2 separate regions of the Sus scrofa genome follow, and region 1 is linked to region 2. A link is a contact called in public HiChIP or PLAC-seq data. All regions are on one chromosome and are shown on one strand. Each heading gives the region's core, a stretch centred on a gene start, on an enhancer-like site or on the middle of the called end of the contact. The rest is flanking DNA. Distances are from core to core; before and after follow the strand shown. Region 1 holds the start of BOD1 (biorientation of chromosomes in cell division protein 1). Region 2 overlaps CPEB4 (cytoplasmic polyadenylation element-binding protein 4).

What was found. HiChIP or PLAC-seq counts read pairs in DNA pulled down with a chosen protein or histone mark.
Region 1: a contact with region 2 is called in an H3K27ac HiChIP or PLAC-seq map of skeletal muscle. The contact joins the promoter of BOD1 here to the enhancer-like site in region 2. A contact is called at or near these places in 30 of 47 Hi-C or Micro-C datasets (adipocytes, adipose tissue, alveolar macrophages and 15 more) and 2 of 2 datasets of contacts at active chromatin or transcription factors (alveolar macrophages and skeletal muscle).

What each region holds. Positions count from the first base shown.
Region 1 is chr16:50,732,973-50,736,391 of Sscrofa11.1, forward strand. BOD1 (biorientation of chromosomes in cell division protein 1) reads left to right here and starts at 1,538. Exons shown (of 4, transcript XM_003483847.4): 1 at 1,538-1,992. The coding sequence starts at 1,753. It overlaps LOC102164818 (a long non-coding RNA gene), which reads right to left and starts at 1,498. Exons shown (of 11, transcript XR_002339638.1): 1 at 1,240-1,498; 2 at 679-834.
Region 2 is chr16:50,452,986-50,455,986 of Sscrofa11.1, forward strand. The region is part of intron 2 of CPEB4 (cytoplasmic polyadenylation element-binding protein 4); the gene reads right to left. Among named protein-coding and RNA genes, the nearest start is that of CPEB4, 45 kb to the right of the region's middle. Within about 2 kb of position 1,321, at least 8 of the 83 cell types and tissues checked have an H3K27ac peak or open chromatin away from gene starts, as enhancers often do. A contact at or near this core is called in fetal liver, liver and skeletal muscle, where this site is marked.

The sequences.
Region 1 (3,419 bases), core at 288-2,787, 280 kb after region 2:
AATTATTCATTTTCGATTATAATCATTGGTATAAGAAAGAAGCTCTGAGAGTCTACATCAGTGAGACAAAACCAAATTAGGTCAGAGGGTTAGAAAAGTTTTCCCTGAAGAAAGAGAGGAAGATGTGCTGTGCCAAAATGGAGAAGAGACTGGTAGAAGTGATCAGGGAGCTTGGAGAAGAATAAACACCGGGTCCTTGCAGCCTGAATCCAGCCTCTCCTGGGGCTAAAGATGAGTGATAAGTGTGGGGTCAATTAGGAGGAAGAGTCATTAGGTCATCTCCAGGATGGTGAAGTATTAAGAGAGAATGTTGGTCATTAACTTAACCTTTGAGGAAGATTGAGCTCGAGTTAAAGGATGAACACCTGGATATTCATTTTGAGGGTTAAACTTTCTTAAATAATAAATCGTGAAATGGAAAGCATCTCAGATCTGTGTCTATTATGCCTCTTCCCAGGAGCCAAGGATATTGAAGAATTTATTATTTACATCCTCATCCACTGCTTATATAAGACGAGGAAATAATAGCAAACAGAATTGCCAGGATCCAGGCAGGAATTTTCAACAGGGGACAAAAGGCTGAAAGGAAAAGAGGATGCAGTGACAGCTCCAATGGTGAATTGTGGCTCCAAAAAAAAAAAAAAAAAAAAAAAAAGATAAATTAGGAAGAAGCCTTACCTAGAGTATGAGGACAGCTAGCTCTCAGGATGTAGTACACCTTAGGTTAAACATCACCAAGATTTGGATTCAGGAAATCTGAGTTCAAACCCTCCTCTTCCACCTGTAGCTTTGTGATTAGGGCAATAAACTAACTCTGTGCCTCAGTTTCTTCACCTGTAAAATAGCAAAAATAATATATGCTTTTTAGATTGTGTGTGTAAAGTACTTAGCATCATGCCTGGAATATTCCAATTACTCAATATCAGTTTGTTATTATTATTACTGACAATATTTAATATCTGGAAGGAAATACACATAAAATAGAGAATCAGGGAGACATTTCCACCGCACATTTTCCGGTTATTTTTCAATTTTCTAAAATAAGTATGAATTTCTATTAAAATCAGAACGGACGGGGGAGGAAACCCCATACATTTTTAAATAAAAGAAATCTGACTAGTCCACTGCTTCCCACATTTCCCGGGCCATATTGTTCAAGGGTGCGGGAATACATGTTAAAAACACAGATTCCTAGGCCCCGACCCAGAAACACTGAATGAGAATCTCTAAGGGACAAACCTGTTATTCTACACTTTCAATCAGCCTGGCAGACACTTCTTATACTCAGGCACTTTGGGGACGTGCTGATTTAGAACCAGGTGGCAGTAACCGGGCGAGAAGAGTCAGCCCAGGCTACAGCAATCGCGAGGGCCCAAGCCTTCAAGTCCCGTACTGCCTCGCAAACTGGAGATGGCATTCTGGAGGCTGCCGGGAGTTGTAGTTTTCTTTGGCCAGCCTTCTGCGTATAAGAAAGCCGGCGCTGACTGCAGGTAAACCTCCCGCCCCACAATGCAAAGGTCAGCGGCGACGTCATCCGAAGAGCGCCCGGAATGGGGAGGGCGATTTCTGCCGCCTTTCCCTCCGCCGCCGCTGCCTCCCAACGTGCCGGCGCCACCCCTCCCGCCGCCGCTCCCACCCTCGCCGCCGCCACCGCCGCCTTCTCTGGCCCCTCTGCCACCTGTACCCGACCCAGGCCCTCTGTCCCTGAGAGGAGGCCGTGTTCGGTCTCCTTCCTGGGCCAGGGGCACAGCCATGGCGGACGGTGGCGGCGGCAGCGGGGGCACCGGTGCGGTGGGCGGCGGCGGCTCGGGCCAGGCCTCGGCGGGGGCGGCGACCGGCGCGACGGGGGCTGGCGGAAGCGGCGGCCCCATCAACCCGGCTTCGCTGCCTCCCGGCGACCCGCAGCTCATCGCTCTCATCGTGGAGCAGCTCAAGAGCCGGGGCTTGTTTGACAGTTTCCGCCGGGACTGCCTGGCCGACGTGGACACCAAGGTAGCTGAGGCGCCTGGGCTAACGGGGGCCGGGTGGGCTGGGCGTGAGGCCATCGGGGTTGCAGCTTCACTTTTCCAAAGCAGAATAAAAGGTACCTTAAAAATCTCAGCAGCGAGGAGACTGCTTGGGGCAGTACAGCAAGCTTTCTGAGGGATGCCCACGTGGATTCAGCTCCCAACCCCATAACAATTCTGTGCGACTTAGGCCAGCTGCTACTCTGAATTTGGGGATGCAATACCGGTTTTCCATCCTAGACCCTGTCTTTCCCAAGATGGGATCCCTTTAAGCCTCTCAGTAACAAATCTCAATATGTTAAGAACAGCGATGAGAGAGCCAAGTGAGTAAGCCTGAATGGTTTGAACGCACAGTCGTCAGCCTATAATAGTTATTTGTACCCTTTCCAGGTCAGTGCAGACTTCAGTATGCATTTAATTAAGGTACATTGTTGTAGACCAACACCTGTGTTTTGGCCTTTATTATTGATTAAAAGGGACTTGGTGCTACTTTAGATCCTAATGGCATAGAGTAACAATGCTGTTTCTCACTTTGCCTTTTTGCCAAGGTTCATGTGTAGTCAGTGAAGTCATGTGTGTTAAGTGTCAGATGTATGATAGTTGCTGAAACGTTCATTTTCTCCCTTTTCAGAAGCTTCTCTTACAAGAGTTATAGGTGTAGATATAGAAGCTCTCTTACTGAATGGGTTCTTCTGGGGAGGTGATTTCTCCTGTTTGAGCCTAGTGTGGAAATATTTTGCCCACCTCACAAAAAAATTGCGGGCTAAAAACTGGGCCTTAAAGATAGGGAAGGACCTAGTCTGTTTACCCATTAAACATTTATTGGCGGGGTTTGTGGATACAGGAAGAAGCAAAGCTTGTATTCTAAAGTAGAAAACTGACACATAGACCGGCTAGTAAAGATAGTAAGTGGTGTATACTGTTAATTCTCCATGATTTAAAAACTCAAGCAGGGAGTTTCATGACTTCATGGGCTCAGCAGTTAACGAACCCAACTAGGATCCAAGAGGATGTGGGTTTGATCCCTGGCCTTGCTCAGTGGATTAAGGATCCAGCAGTGCTGTGAGCCATGGTGTAGGCCGGCAGCTGTAGTTTCAATTCGACCCCTAGCCTGGGAACTTAACCACGCCACAGGTGCGGCCCTAAAGAGGAAAAAAAAGAAAAACAAAAACAAAAACAAAAAAAAACAAAAAAAACCACTCAAGGAGAAGTGCTATCCTTGAAATGAGTTTTTCCTTACTTTAGAGTCCCAGGTACATATTGACAGAGCTTTCACCTTTCCCAGCACTGACTGTTCTCAACTTCCCATTACATGTTGTTCACTCATGTTTCTTATGCCTCATTAGGTTTTGTGTGGCTTAATATGTACATTTTTAAAAATCGTTTCTGAGAATCTGCTGGGAGAGAGGGAAT
Region 2 (3,001 bases), core at 71-2,570:
GATGTATGCTTAGCAGAATTCTTCATGTCACATTGTGTTTATACTAGCTTGTTGGTAAGATATAAAGAATGTTGGTAAGATATAACAAATATATGAGAGCTACCTTACAGAAGGGTAGAAAATGAATTTAACTCTAATTTCTGTATATCTCTAGCCCCCATTTCTTATTTATAAAAATAGAGAAATGAAGAGAGAATAACAAAAGATACTACATGTATGGAGTTCTGGTCGTGGCTCAGTGGAAAACGAATCTGACTAGTAACCATGAGGACGCAGGTTTGATCCCTGACCCCTCTCAGAGGGTTTGATCCAGCGTTGCCATGAGCTGTGGTTATAGGTCAAAGACGAGGGGGCTCGGATCTGGCATTGCTGTGGCCGTGGCGTAGGCCAGAGGCTACAGCTTCAATTCAGCCCCTGGCCTGGGAACCCCCATATGCCTTAGGTGCGCCCAACTCCCCTTCCCGAAAAAGCAAACAAAACAAAACAAAACAAAAGATACTACATGTATGTATGATGGTTAGACAGCCATAGGCTCAGTAAATAATAATTTTCTCCCTTCCTCAAGAGTGAACTCATATGTATATTCTTAGGTTGGTCTTCAACAGTTACTTTCAGCTTTTCATTACTATTCCAAAGCTAATGACTGTAGAGCACTTTACCACTTACAGTATGTCTGCATATTATCTTTTTCATGAAGGGATCTTTCAACTCGTTCCTTACTGTAGTAACTAGAACCATATTACATACATTTTCAGTAAGAAACTATAATCTACATTTCTCTTGGGTAAATTATACCCTCCTTTTCATAGATATCTGTCCCCACCCCGCCTTAAGCAAACAATCTTCTCTCTTTCTTTACAAAGAACTATAATTAAGAGATGTTGCTCCCTGCTACCCTTTAAAAGATCTCTTACTAATCTCCTCTTCTGGGACAGCAAATATTTTAGCTGATGCCTCTAAGTGAAAGACATCCGTACAGGATAGGACATACATACATGCATCTGTTAAAACATAATATATTTTACGGTTATGTAACATTCCCTGTCACAAGGTTTATTTTTGAAGCAGCTAATCCTAAGGGCTAAAGCAGTGAAATGAGAGGTTGGGGAAAAAAATACCATGCACAAAATACCGTGCACAAGCACTTTTTATACAGAGGTGGTGGCTGAATGTTAGTTTTTTGGGGCAAAACAAAGCTTCAAGTCAGGTAAAAGGAAAGTTAATCATTTAATCTGATGTTTGTTTCAGAGCTAAACCAAGACACACCAGAGGAATATGAGGTAAAGCCTGGCCTATGTTCAGCATTCCTTTCTGACTTAGCTGAGAAACGGAGTGCGTTGCAGGCTTGCTTTTCATAAGCATAAACTAGATATTCTAACTATAGTCCTACTACATAAAATTAACTAGGAAAAGGTAACTGTTATGGGACGAATAGTGTTCCTTCCGCAAAATTCATAAGCTGAAGTCCTGACCCCTAGAACCTCAGAATGTGACTATTTGAAATAAGGTCTTTAAAGAGGTGATTACAGTTAAACGAGGTCACTGGAGTTGGCCTGGATCCAATATGACTGTGTCCTTATAAGAGATTAGAACACAGACATGCACAGAGGGGAAAAGACAGCTATCTATAAGCCAAGGAGAGAGGCCTCAGAAGGAATCGACCCTGCTGACACCCTTGATCTCAGAATTTCAGCCTCCAAGACTGGAAATAAATTTCTGTTTAAGCCACAGTCGATGGTACTTGTTATGGCAGTCCTAGCAAGCTAATACAGTATCCTAAGGTAGCTAGAAAGTTTTTTTTTTTTTGTTTGTTTGTTTTTTTGTCTTTTTGTTGTTGTTGTTGCTATTTCTTGGGCCGCTCCCGCGGCATATGGAGGTTCCCAGGCTAGGGGTCGAATCGGAGCTGTAGCCACCAGCCTACGCCAGAGCCACAGCAACACGGGATCCGAGCTGCGTACGCCGGATCGTTAACCCACTGAGCAAGGGCAGGGACCGAACCCGCAACCTCATGGTTCCTAGTCGGATTCGTTAACCACTGCGCCACGACGGGAACTCCCGAAAGTTTGTTTTTTTAAAACCTTTAAAATCCAAGGATTTTCCCCAAGAATGCCCCTCAAAACATCTCTACAACTAATAACAAAGCAACAATTTCCTAGAATAAGCAATTGTTACTTATTGAATTATACTGGCAAGGCCTTTTAAAAGTCATGAGTGGAACATGAATATAACTGCATAGTATGAAAACTGACGACTGAGCACACACAAGGGGAAGAAAGAAAGCAGTCTGATCCATTGGATAAATAAGCCCTTTTTATATTTATAAAATACAAATTCCAATATTATAGACTGTTGAAGCTAGAGAAACTACTTTGAATCTTTCTTCTTTTTGTTTATTTAGGATTTTAAATTCCCACTTCTTTCCAGAAAGCTCTGAAATTGCTTGAAAATTTCAAAACAGGTTATACAATAAAAATCATATCAAATTCAAATGTGCACGCGAGAAAGAGAGGAAACGGCTCTTTTATATTTTTATTCAAACAAAACAAAATGGTTTTCAATTCAACAGAGGCTTGGAAGAAAAAGCTCTGAAAATTATAGTTGAAGCAAAATAGGGTAGCTAATTAATCACCTTTCTGAAGGTTTTTACAAGCTTGAATAGACTATTGATAATGAACAGGAAAGAAAGCTCCTGGAAAGCTCCTTTAAGGGTTTTAAAGCCCTTAAAGTTTTAAAATTGAATAATGAATATAAAGCAACACAATATATTAGGCTTTTACTTTCAGTTTTAAGAAAAGGATGAATGGATGTAAGATGCAAAGGGACTTCATTTAAAAGTAAATAAAGTTTCCTGTTTTCTATCTTAATAAGAGACATGAAAGAATGTTCAATCGCAATTTTTGCAATTCATCATAATCCCTTGTTTTGTGTTTTTTCCACATAAATCTTTAGCACATATATTCCTAATCCTCCACAAATGACATTCTAATTATTTTAACTTGAC